2 separate regions of the Zea mays genome follow, and region 2 is linked to region 1. Evidence: chromatin contacts called from public Hi-C data. All regions are on one chromosome and are shown on one strand. The core of a region is the stretch at or near the end of the contact, and the rest is flanking DNA. Distances in the headings are between cores, read along the strand shown.

Evidence for each region. Hi-C and Micro-C count contacts between places; a contact is called where the count stands out from the background.
Region 2: a Hi-C map of ear shows a contact between it and region 1, with 2.9 times the contacts expected there. The contact joins the enhancer-like site here to the promoter of LOC100281401 in region 1. A contact is called at or near these places in 11 of 25 Hi-C or Micro-C datasets (ear, leaf, seedling and 1 more).

The regions. Positions count from the first base shown.
Region 1 is chr7:162,218,424-162,225,202 of Zm-B73-REFERENCE-NAM-5.0, reverse strand. It overlaps LOC100281401 (transparent testa 12 protein), which reads right to left and starts at 3,984. Exons shown (of 6, transcript NM_001154319.1): 1 at 3,456-3,984; 2 at 778-1,409; 3 at 387-682; 4 at 156-274; 5 at 1-31. The coding sequence starts at 3,791.
Region 2 is chr7:162,255,279-162,262,057 of Zm-B73-REFERENCE-NAM-5.0, reverse strand. No RefSeq gene overlaps it. Among protein-coding and RNA genes, the nearest start is that of LOC103633229, 3.7 kb to the left of the region's middle. Within about 2 kb of position 3,262, at least 19 of the 20 cell types and tissues checked have an H3K27ac peak or open chromatin away from gene starts, as enhancers often do. A contact at or near this core is called in ear, leaf, seedling and 1 more, where this site is marked.

The DNA.
Region 1 (6,779 bases), core at 2,735-5,234:
TTCCCCCGATGACCATGCCGCTCCAAACGCCCTGCACGCACGCGCAGTTCACGATTAATGTCACGTGGTCTGGTTGCATTGGGCTCTGTAGTATTCATGAATCACATGGGTATCTGCGGCCCGTGCTGTGGCTGGCGAGCGACGCATGTGCGTACCTTGGCGCCGAGGTCGAGGTAGAAGCCGAGGAAGACGCCGAGCGGCACGCCGACGACGTAGTAGCAACCCACGTTCACGTACGCCACAAACGCCTGCCACCCGCAGCCCACGGCGACGCCTGTCGTCCATAGCATAGCATAGCATTGCAAAATGTGTAAACAAAGCAAAGCATGCATGAAGACAAGAGGTCGATGACTGGCGGGCAGAGGAGACGTGGCACGATGGCTCACCGGAGAGGACTGGCTGTATGCCGTTGAGGACGAGCGTGGCGGCGAGGAGCGGGCAGAGGTCGGACACGGCGCGCGCCACGGCCTCGCCGCCAGTGAAGAAGTAGCTCAGCTGGTCGCGGAGGCACAGCACGACGACGGCACACACCGTCGCCGCGATGAACGACAGCGACGTCACCATGAACACCGAGAACGCCGCCGCCCTCGGGTTGCCTGCGCCGAGCTCGTTCCCGACCCGCACGCTCGCCGCGGCGTTGAACCCGACGGAGATCATGAACACCCATGCGTTCACGTTCATGCTGCGGGCGAAAGACGGAACAGAGACCGATGATGAAATTAAAAGCTAGTAGCGCTGGTGAACAACACACACAAAGAGAGACGCAGACGCTCCTACCATATGGAGAGGGAGTCGAGGGAGAGCTCCGGGTTCTTGAGCAGGCCGGCGATGAGCACGATGATCTGGAAGTACCAAGTCTCCAAGCACAGCATGACGGCGGACGCTGCCGAGAGCTTGAAGAAGGTGCCGAGGCCCGAGAAGGCCTGCGTGGTGAATCCCGTCCAGGTGTCCCTGCACCGGGCGCTGGTGACGATGTACCCGAACTGGGCCGCGACGATGACCCACCAGCTGAAGCTGAGCACGAGCGAGCCCCCCAGCAGGCCCAGGCCCAGCCTGTAGACGGCGACCCAGCTGAGCCCCAGGTGCAGCGCCAGCGTGGCCACGGAGATGTAAGCGCTGGGCGCCACGATGCTCTGCGCCTGCAGGAACTTCTGGATGGGGAAGTTGGCCGCGTACGCGAAGATCTGCGGGATGAGCCCGTAGACGAAGACGGCGGCGGCCCTGGAGATGCGCTCCGACTCGCCGAGGAGGACCAGGATGCGCTCCGAGAAGGCGTAGACGACGGTCAGCGGCACGGCGGTGGCCATGAGCAGCACCGTCGAGCGCTGCAGGTACACCCCCAGCATGCGGTGCTTGTGCGCGCCGTACGCCTGCCCGCACAGCGTCTCCACCGCGCTGCCCATGCCCAGCTGCACCCATCCGGCCGAGGCCGACCATCAGAGATGGACCTCCAAAAAAAAAAACCGACTTGCGTTTGCCAAGTGCGAGGGCCACGTGAGTACGTTTCACACGTGGACGCTCAGGCTCACAGCATTATCGCTGTATGAATAGTATCTGAAGTTCTGGACTTCTGGACAAGTGTCCTATGCGTGCCCCTGCAGGCTGCAGGGCAGTACAAAAAAAAGATAGGCCACGAGGAGTATAGTAGGAGCAGGCAAGCAAGTCGCATCCATGCCGCCAAAACGACCGACCTACCTATCTCTTGTCCATTCATTCATAAGAGAAAGTTTAATAATATAAGTATATAACCCATGTCAGGGATTTATGATATTGTTATGTCAAATAGAGTCAACTAAAAGTCTATTTGCATAATAATTCTCTTATAAGACAATATGTACATTTAATATTGGTCTACCTCTCTTTCACACACACACAGATTGAGAGTCCATATGCAGATCGCTGGCTGGCTACCTGGCTTACAGTGAGCAGCCCGTGTTTTCTCTCTCCACTTCGATCTATTTCTTTCACATTACCATAAATTCGAATGTGACATCTATTGCAGCCCATCTACGTCAGCTTATTGTACTTTCTCTAATAGACCATCTCAGGCTCCCAGCAATTAATTGATCTATAATTAGTTAGCTCTTTTTTTAATATTAATATACTATAGTTTATCTTTCTCATAAAGTTTTTATTAGTGGCTATAAACTTATAGCCCTCTTTTTTTTTGCACCTCAGCTCTCAGCATACAATCCATCTGCATTAGTGTGGTATACAGTGCAAAACCATGTTTTAAGTGACCACGTGGGTGAACTTCCGGACCCTGTCTTAATATCTTGACTGATGGAGTTGAATGTGTGTCGGGCGAACATTTGTTTAGGGTAAACGGCACGTGGTTGCTGAGGCTCAGCCTTTACTGTATTTGAACGAACAAGTGTACTCTCTGCGTACCAAATTATTTAAGTGCACATCTCGCACACCACAAGACGCCAACCAGTTTTAAGTATGATCAAATATCGATGCTTATACAGTAGCATCAAATAAAATTAATAGACTAATCACGATATATGTTTTCATACTAATATATTTAGTGCTAGTTTGGGAATCACAATTTTTTAAGATATTTATATTTTTCTAAAGAAATTTAGTTCATTTTTTAGATAAATAGAAATCTCTTATAAAAATAAAGTTCCCAAGCTAACCATTATAGAAATGTTTATCTTAGACCGAAGAAACAGTATTTCTATGCGGCTATACCTGCAGGCTGCAGCTGCATGTACAAGTGTGCATCCATGTCGGCCAGCCTGCCAACCTTACTATACTAGGGTCTAGGAGCACTAGACTTATTCTTAAAACAAGCCTCTACCTTACATTTTTCAAAATAATCCTCTATCATATTTTTAAAAAAAAATCAAAGGAACTCAACTTTAGCTAACTGAACAACTTTGTGTAAAAAATATATGATATGATTAAGCTAACAATATTATTTTACATTGTAAAGTATCAATACCTTTTAATCTATATTTAGTATAAAGTTTAGATTTTTTAGGTCCTCGAGATACGAAATGAATGCTTTTTTTTTTGGCTCGGAGGGAGTATTTTAATTTGTAACGCTCGCTCGCCTCGGTGGAAGCAGCGCCGCACAGCCGCACACGGCACAGGTGACAATCATGCATGTCGATCTGCGCCTCAAAATGACCAAAGTACCCTCAGGTACATTGAACCTTAAACTATACTGTAATCTTTTCTTGATGAATGGGTATTATTAAATTAGCGTAGTACGTAGTACGATCTTTTTATGATGAGCCTAGTAACACTAATCATGTGCTGGCAATGTATAAGAACAAATCATTTAACCGCTTCCTATCATGCACATTTATCACACCGTATCATGTTTGAGATGAAAACAGCAGAACTTATGAATAATCACGAACACAAAGAAAAAAAATCATTTGCTCTGAACTAGCAAGTAGGCGAATGGACCATGTGAGCTAAATGAAACAGAGGACACGCACCATGAGGCCGTAGGCCAAGGGCTGGATGCCGGTGTTGCCGAGCGAGGAGGCGGCGAGCTCGAGGTTGCCGAGCTGGCCGCAGAAGATCTGCGTGGACATGGACATGACGAAGTTGATCATGTAGACGGCCACCGCCGGCAGCGCCACCCGCAGCAGCAGCGGCAGCTCCAGGCGGGCGCCTTCCCAGGCCCGCCAAGCCCACGGCTTGGACGCGTCGGCCAGGATCGCCTCCAGCTCCCGGCTGCCCTCACCGTGCTGAGCCGGCGCCGGCCCCGGCCCCTCCTTGCTCGAGGCGGCGGACGGCTGCAGCAGCGGCGCCGTCGTCGTTGAGTCCATGGCGCGCGAGCGGTCGTCGACCAGGGCACTCACGCACGAGCTCACGTCGATGTGCCGATGTGGTCTTGGTGGTATGTGATGACTGATGATGAGACGGTGGCGCTCGGCGCGGGTGGACTATTTATCTCGTCCTGCGAGGCTGCGACTGCAAGCCCAGCAAGCGAGCGAGCGAGCCGAGACCGCGGTTTGGTAGGTGGAGGCGCATGCAGTGAATGGTTTCATGGGTTGGGGTTGTGCCCGTCTGCCCGACCCGGCCTGCACTGGAAGACCGCGATGAGTGGCTTCATGGTCCGGTGCTGTCACTGTCTCAGCACGTGGGCGGTGGACCTGCTGGTCGCTGCACTCGGCCAGCATGCATGGTGACGCGGCCAGAGAGGTTTGGATCTAGTCCTAAAAATTTAGTCGGATCATTTGGACGTTTGGATACCAAAAAGAAACTAATGATACAAGGCTACAAGCTATGATAATTGGCGAGATGGACACAATAGTTTTAATTAACTAATATTTACCTATATGACGCGATAGTAAATCTGTTAATGATAGTAACTCTGTTCTTAAATATATGACGACATTGACTTTTTTAAAACTTTGACTACTCGTCTTATTTAACAAAAATTGTGAAATATTATCTATTTTGTTATAATTTGTTTTATCAATTAAGATAGTTTGAGCGTGACTTGAAATTTTAGATTTTCGAATAATACGATTGGTTAAAGTTTTTTAAAAAGTCAATGACGTCATATATTTAAAACGGATGGGTATATTAGTTTGGAATTTATAGACCAAGCCTCATTTATGTCACAACAAATTCAGAATAATCTCAAAGGCACACTCTTCATAGTGGTATGGTGGAAAAAATTAGCAGATAGTAGAGATAGAGGAGAACCAACTTAAATAACTTGCTTCTTACCACCTTTTGTAAATACCGTTTGGAATGGTGGATAATTTAGCAGATAGTCGCACGGACGTGCGCACGTAGTTTATGCATTTTTGCATGAATATCCACATGACTTGTCGTGTGTTGACTAGTGATTTTCCTGTCTATATTTATTTTGCCAGCTTTCAGTTAACTTTTTGACCGTATCTTGCGCCTTAAATTCAGAACCGAATCAATTAGATCATGATTCATGAAGATCGTTGCCGGGTCAATTTACTTCCTTCCAGCGGCAGGTTATCTTAAGCTCACTTACCTGTAAATAATTAGGGGCACATCCAGGGGCGAAACCAGCTCGAAATGTACCCTGGTGCCCAACTTAAGGAAATAAATAATTCAATAAATTTATTTGGTGAATTTGAATCCAACTAGTAGCATCTCTCGTTTTTACCTTGTTGCCCGTGCAACAGGGAACATGAACGTGGTGTCGCCCCTAGGTACATCCTCCTCCAAAACATAAGAGAGAAAAAAATAATCTACTAAGTTTTGGCGATAGAGCTATCGGTTCCTCAGTGCTAAGTGCCATCATGCTCCTTCCATCCTTGACACCGGCATGATTACGGTGTACAGAGAAAGCAGTGTCTCTGAAAGCTCTACTAAAGAACTTGCACGGGTTAGGATAAATCAGGTTTTTGAAAGTTATCACGTGACTACTCATCGAGTTGATATGCACTGCAACGTTCTGCGGTTTTCATCAAGCCTTCGACTTGATCTTATCACTATCTATGCTGAAGTGATCTTCACGGTAAGAAACGATAAGTTTTCCTCTAGTGTTTGATGTGGATTTAATCTGCTATATAGACACGATGCTTTTCACCATATATCGTCTATCTCTGATTCATTTACTAGTTATTTTAGGAATTAACTTAATCATTAAAGTGCATAATTCTCAAATAATTAATTAGGTTTGATGATTGTATATATGAAATAGTTATGGATTATGCAAATTATTTATAACTAACTCATCTTTAGTCCTACAAATTAGCATCAAACGATGTGATTCGGACTAAGCTTTAGTCTGAAGATCCAAATACCAATAAAACCTCCACATTAATCCCTCCACCTCAAATTATGAGATACTCTACCCCTTTTTCAAAATCAAAACATCTTAAATTTGATCAAAATTATACAATAAAAATAACACTTATGACTAACTATCTTTATATTCTTCAATAGTTATATTTTATAGTATATTTATTTGATATCATATTTTTATTGCTTTGATCAAACTTTAAATGCTTTACTTTTAAAAATTGAATAACTCATTATTTAAAATTGTGAGAGTACCGACTTACACGTCTGTTTGATGGAAAGCGGGGCAAAGACATCCATATAGCCTACTTTTTCCACTATTTCCTTAATCCATGGTCGAGCACTTCGTGAGTGGAGTCCAGATCCTACGGTATTCCATTTTTAAAATGGGTTATAGGTTTTGAATCAAGCAACTACCAGGGAGGCTCTGACCAAGGTTGAGATTATCCGTTCAAAAAGCACGAATTCTGTAGGAACTAGGAACCATACAAGGAGGTAGTTTAATATCACATAGAACATAGGAGGAATTTTTTCCGGCAATATAATTTAGCATAGATCTTTTTGTTTTAGATGTTAAGTAGGTCCAAAATGTCTTAAGATGCATTGCTCCCAGATCCGGTGCGGGTGCGAGGGCGGGATGGACGTTGACGTCAGATTTTAATAAAGTAGTATAGATAACTCGAGTGACCTTGTGTTTCGGTTCCGAACTTTCCAAATACCAATAGTACGGACATGAATTTGGGAGGTGTAAATACATTAAAGCTAATAGTTATGTTGGTGCCTTTTTGGTCACCAAACACTATAATGAACCGCTTAGCGGTGCTTGGCACCTTGGGTTCGGCTCCGCAAAGTGAACAGTAGTGGCGGCCTGCGACAGGTCGCCAGATCGCCTGGTAGTGCCCTCTGCGACGGCGCGGACGGTCCGCGGCCTTGGGCCGGACGATCCGCGACCTGGGCGCAGGAGCAGTGTCTTCCCTGCGTCACACCGGACGGTCCGCAGCTCTGGGCCGGACGGTCCGCGA
Region 2 (6,779 bases), core at 2,013-4,512, 38 kb before region 1:
GCTCCCATCCTGTCTGAAACTTAGCTGTCTGTCCCTTTTCTCTAAACAGAGGCTGCATATTTCTTCCAGCTTTTAAACATCAAGTCCGGACTCCGAGGTACCATGGCGCTAGTGTGACCTTTGAGGATTGTTAAGCCCTTCCATTCCAGGAACCTCCATTCCATACGATCAACAGCAAGCCCAGATTCAAAAGGAATCAGAACGTTAGGCCGGGACACACGGATAAGCCTAGAGAACCTGGTGCAGTTCCAGCTCTCTGGTTTGGATTCACTTAGCTAGTTGTTATATAGGTATCAATGTATGATAGGTAAGTATATTAGCTAGCTTATTATCCAAAAGATTCACTTAGCTTAGCTTATTATCCTGTTGTTAATCAACGCATGCATGCCAAGGCTGTCGTTCGATGCAAGTCAACTGCAATGCCCCTCGCGCCACTTGGCGCCCCTGACGCATCGCCTAAAGGTTGCCTTGCGAGAAAGGTCAGCTTCTGACCTTCGTCATCTCATCACCTAACGCATTACATGTCGCCTCTGCCGGCACTCGTGACCCGTGAGGTCACTGAAGCAACCAGACGAGGCATGCATCATTATTCTCCTTACTAAATTCAAGCAAGGTCAAGATGCTACATTATTCTGTTCATGAGAAGAGAAGGTCGAATAACACCTTATTAAAAGTTAAGGTACTGCTAGGAGAATGAAACCTACAGTTTCTTGTATGTACTTTTGTCAGGCTCGCTCTTGCTATGGATAGATGCACGGTTGCCATTGTTCACCTGAGTCCTGATCCTGAACCTGCTTGCATTGCCGTCCCAGGCCTGGGAATTTGTTGCCATCCCATTTCAGCTTCCCAAAAGCGAGCTGGAACAGGCAGCCTTGCCCTTGCAGAAGAGAAGAGTTTCCAGCAGAGCGAACAACGGCCACGAGGCTCCGATCCAGCTTAACACCCATAGTGGTGAACGTCTTGGGCGGTCAGGCGGAGAAAACTTTCTCCTTGGATGCTACCGCTGGCCATTTGTCGTCGTCCAACGCGAGGGGGCTCATCAGAGTTGAAGTAGCCTTTTGCTTTCTGTTCGTCATGACCTTGCGTTGAATTTGTCATCCGAACTAGCTACTCATGGCTGTAGCAATTGTAAATTCGTACCTCTATGCGAGGAAATTGTCAATGCAGATACCATTTTTCTATCTTCTTTGGTCCATACTATTATATGTCGTCGTGTTGTAGGGCAAAGGGCCTCGTGATTGGTCACTTCATTTTCACAGATCCAAAGATGGCCTGGCATGTATGTACGATAATTAGTTTCATCAGTAAAAAAAAAGATAAGTTTGGATTCTATAGTACTCAAAGCAAATTTAGGAATATAAAGTTGCGCTGGAAATGGAGATTTGTGGATCATCTGTCAGTGAGATGATGCGGCTACTACCGATGGCCAGCAACCTCGATCTATATAGCCCACCGACCAAGATCGCACGAAACAAACTACGAGTACTACTGTTCATCCCCTTTCAGCAGCTAGCGCGTCATTTCTGGCCAGCCGTGCGAGTCATCAGAGAACCAAACACGACAGGAGTGCACGACACCCTACCTCACCTGTCTGTCTGCTGTCCCGGCGCATGAACATGCAATGTATAATATGGGGTACGTACACAGTGCGTTATATATACTTATACGCATCGAAAATGCTTGTACACCAGACCACTACCACACCGCATAGTGGTCGCATTGCTCGAACCGGCCCAACACGACGTCGGTTTCCATGCCTCGTTGCCGTCAGGGAGAAGTCGAAGCCATCAAGAGGGAGGAGGCCCTGCCGCTGCCGGCCTCACTGACGACGATCCCCGTCCTCCTCCTCCTCCACGCGCGATGAGCCTCCTGAGGTTCCTGAGGTGCCTCTGCACGGCGCGGCGGGCGCGCGCCCTCACGCCACGGATGGCGAGCCTGAGCTTCTTCAGCCGGACGCCGACCCTTGCCTGCTTCACCCTCACCAGCGCCGGTGGCCTAGCTACTCCTAGACCTTACCGTACCGCCCTCGACGACGACGACGGCGTCGGATCGTTGAGCACCTTGTGGATCAGGAACTGCGCCCGGACGTGCCGCGCCTCCTCTGCGTCCTTCTTGTCCAGCCTGTCGTAGGCAGGTGGCGGCGTTGCTGCACTCGCCGGCAGCATCTTGGTTCGCGACGGCGTGGCAAGACGACGAGGGACCACGAACTTCTTGCACCTACATGTGCTGAGTTATATAGTCGTTGTTCATTTCTTGCAGCTCTAATCCAAGCAAGTTCTGTGTCCCTCGGAAGATTGCGCGTTTCTTCAAGTTATACCGTACTGTACGGAGACAAAACGATGCATGGCACGGTCCGATCTTTTCTGGGCCATACTTTTGCCACAGTTCCGGTCCATGCATGTCCACGGGTTCAGATTTCCAACTTGTACGAATGAAGAACAGACGATGGTGACCTCTCATCTCACTGTGATTTGAAAGGACCCTGTACATCTTTGCCATCGTTTTTGCCTTTTTGTTTGCTTCCAACTCATTTCATGTGAAAACTACATTTCTTTTTTACTTGTGCCGGCCCATTGACTAAAACTAAGGCCCGTGCCTGACCTGATTTTTTGCTCTTTTCTTATCAGGGTACAAGGACGCCAAACTTTATTGCGTATAAATTTTTCAAATGAAATATGGAGAGAAGAAAATCTTTATTGCGTATAAATTGTTTCAGGCACCAGCTGCCATGGAGCAAGCTTATACAAAACCCTCACAAAGCCTTTTTCCATGCAGAGGTAGTGCCTCTGAATTCCAAGTACAGTGTTGCCTGTTAGTTGTTCAGATGAAAAAAAAGAGAAAATGTTGCCTTTCAGTTCAGTGCTGTTCTGGTGAATAAAAACGTTGCGAAGGGGTATCTTTACACTTTACAGCTCTGTTTTCATCCGGCCTGTGATGGAAATTGTGCTGCAAAGTGCGCAGGGCCGTTGGCCCGACGACAAGTATTTTCGTCGAGAGAAGCAACGAAAGCCCACTCCTCCAAGCCACCCTTCGCTCAAGTCATATTTAGCACCACCTCGGCAGTCGACACTGCAGCACACCAACTTAAATATTCATCCCGATCTCCCTCACTCGCCGAGCTCAGTTACGAGAGCTTGTAACCCTAGTGGGGGCATTAAAGGTGGTGCGGATGCTTTCTGACGGCTTCTGGGCCTGGGCCCATATGTGCCACTAGGCTGGACTGTCCATCCCAAGTTGGGAGTGTCTGGCGGGGCTCAGGGCAAGCCTTGGACCTCTCTAGGCCTGAAGCGGTAGGCACGGCGTGAGGCTGGTTTAACAGAGCAGCGATCACTGCCCGCTTCCAACGGTGGGAGGATAACAGGCCGGCTGCACTGAGAGCCCAACTCGGGCCCAGATCCACATTAAAGCAGACCACCATCTTTTTTTTTACCTTTGTAAACCTTTGGAGGTCACATGTTCTCCGCCGCTGCACCCAACGTGTTCCGACTTCAGCAGACAACGCCATCTTTTTTTTCTGCCCATGGGATCCAACGTGTTGGGCCCAGCCCAGTATATAGGAGTGCATGCAGTGGCGGGCGATGATGTAAAAAGATGGCTACTTAAAATTACTAAGGAGTAAAAAAAATTGGTATGTATAATAAATACCTTACAAAGTCTGGCCATTTGGTATTTGTAATACCACAATATATTACATACACATGATACATATCAAACAAAACGAAGTCTTAGATGAGCATAAGATTGATAAAAATTTCCGGTAAAAAAGGATTGATAAAAACCGAAATTATCCAATAAAAGTGATAAGAGCCAACATTTGAAATATCTAAAGGATAATGTTGTATTTAGAATTCTATCCATTAATAATTTGTATTTCAGTAACTTTTCATTGCTACAATTTATATATTGTTCCCGGCCCGATTTATAATTCATTTATTTTTTTACTAAGTTTGACCGACTCGTCTTATTTATTTTTCTACAAAAAATCAAAATATATCATATGCTAATCGATATAATAGTAAAAAATTTATAATAACTATGAAATTTTGAATAAGACGAGCCAACCAAGCTTTAATAAAAAAATCAAATGAATCATAAATTGGAACAATGAAGGTAGTATGATGTTTTGGGGAGCAAGAAGTTATTTCATTTCCCCGGTTTGAATTCCGGGAATTAATAACTTGGACTTGTTGCATGGTCTGGAGACTTTAGTTTTTTTTTTGGTAGAAGTTGGATTTATGGAGCAAGAGGTTTCTTATGAGAACCGTAGGATTTGTTGGAAGCTTAAAATACAATAATTTCACCCTACTAGGCATGTAACATGTTTATGATTAAAAAAACGAATAAACTCCACCCACCATGGTTGAAATCCTGGTGATAGCCGTATCTAGTTGTCCTAGTCGGTGTTGAGACCAAAAAGTGCGTCAGTGCGTGCAACCAGCCAACCACTTCAAACTACACTATAGTATAGTACGATAAAATATTAATCGACATGCGTGATAGGACTACACGCATGCTCTCCAAAACCCAAACGATTCCGTTCCATGCCCCTCCGACGCCACTTCTCGTCGTTACAAAAAAAAGGGCCCATCAGCGCCACAGACTGACAGTGATCTAGATCCTCAATCAACCTTCTAGGAAAGGCTGCTGCTTGTCGTCCCACTTGTCCAGCCTTGCCCTGGCGTTCTCCACCTGCAGTTGGAGTCACAAGTCCAACAGGATACAACAATCATATATCATTTCAGGTCTCGCTGCTATGACCAACATGTGCATGGATGGCAATATGGCAGGGCATCGTGCTGACAGTTCGTCCATCACCTCCTTGTTCCAGTCGGTTCTGAAGGGGTGTGATTGGTTCCCTTCCATGCTGAGCCTGGCTCGCCCAATCAGCCAGGTTATAGATGACCCGGTTTAATGTATGCAACAGTCCAATGTTTGGTTAATTGATGGCCTATTTTAATTGTTTTAATGTATGAATCAGTCCAATGTTTGGTTAATTAGTTCAATTAGTCCTGGCTATAACGAGACAATGTTCGGTTGCATGTATCAAAAGGGTATTAGAGTAGAGTAAAGTTCACAAATATTTTTTCAAATTTTATACAACATGTGTGGTATAGTGTAGCGCTCGGCAAACCGAGTGCCCGATAAATTGCACTCGACAAAGAGTTAGATTCTGATAGTGCTTCCAAAGTCGGACCTGTGCGCCATGTCCATTCCACCAGAGCGCTCACGCAAACCGCATAATGATGAATCTAATAAAAATGCTATTAGGGTTATTAAGGTCAGCTTCATTATACTCATCCTAAAATATATTTCTTTATAGCCCTCCTTTTTTCCAAATTCGAATGAATGATAATGAATGTAGAGATACGTACAAACTACATTCATATGTCTAACCTAAAACAAATTGTATTTTGGGATGGAGAGAGTATGATATGATATTTTTTAACTTTTAACAATGTTTTTGCTAAAGGAATTACACATTTTATCGTGGTCGACTGACCCTAATGGGCCTGTGAAGCCATAGCACCACAACCATTCCCTACCCCATCGATAAAGAAATTGTGAGGTCGTTGTTAGGCACGACAACGCCACGACAGGGCCAAACGATTGCCCGATGTTGACAAACGCCAAATACAACAATTGGTCAATGCTCATGAAGATCAAGCTAGAGACAAGGTGTCTCTGGAATGCCATCAATCCCGGTGCGTCGAGCTCCACGTCAATCAAATGACTTCGGATGCAGTCTACAACGTTGTACCGCAGTTGATGGTAGCCTCTATCGCCACCAAGCCATCAGCAAGAGCAGTGTGGGAAGGCATCCACACGCGATAATCATGTCAGGAATACGAGCACGTAGCGCGTGTGGCGCCAGAACAAGGAACTTGCGTTGAAGGATGGCGAGGGGGTCAAAAATTTCGCTCTTCGACTTACCAGCATCGTCAGTCAATTTTCCATCCTTGTCGACGTGAAGGGTCCCATTATGGCAATTGAGAAGTACCTACGCATCTGTCGGCGTTTCGAGACAGGGGGGTCCCTAAGCCGACGAGTGAGTGTGCTGCGTGCCCCAGCCCAGATGGGTCGAGCGCGTGGGCGAGCGCGAAGGGGGGAGAGGCGAGGTGGCCGGAGTCGAGCGTGAGAGAGGTGTAAGTCCCGCGGCCTTCGTGTTCGTCCCGCGCCCAGGTCAGGTGCGCTTGCAGTAGGGGGGTTACAAGCGTCCACGCGGGTGAGGGAAGCGAGCGACCCCAAGAGAGCGCCTGTCCCGTCCTCGGTCCCGCGCGGCCAACCTTCTCTGAGAAGGCCCTGGTCCTTCCTTTTATAGTCGTAAGGAGAGGATCCAGGTGTACAATGGGGATGTAGCAGAGTGCTACGTGTCTAGCGGAGGGAGAGCTAGCGCCCTAGGTACATGCCAATGTGGCAGCCGGAGAGATCTGGGCACCCTGCTGGCGTGATGTCGTGGCTGTCGGAGGTGCGGCGGAGCCTGATGGAGGGACAGCTGTTGGAGCGGTCGAGTCCCTGCTGATGTTGTCCTGCTTCCGTAAGAGAGCCGGGGGCCGCCGTCGTCACAGAGCTTGCGGAGCGCCATCATTGCCCCTCCGGCGGAGCTGGCCGGATGAGACGCCGGTCTTGTTCTCCGTGACCCGAGTCGATTCGGGGTAGGATGATGATGGCGCCTCCTGTTGACGTGGCGGTCTATGCCCTAGGTAGGGCGACGTGGGGGTTCCTCCGAAGCCGAGGTTGAGTTTGCCTTTTGTTGCCGTGGCCGAGCCCGAGCCAAGGGG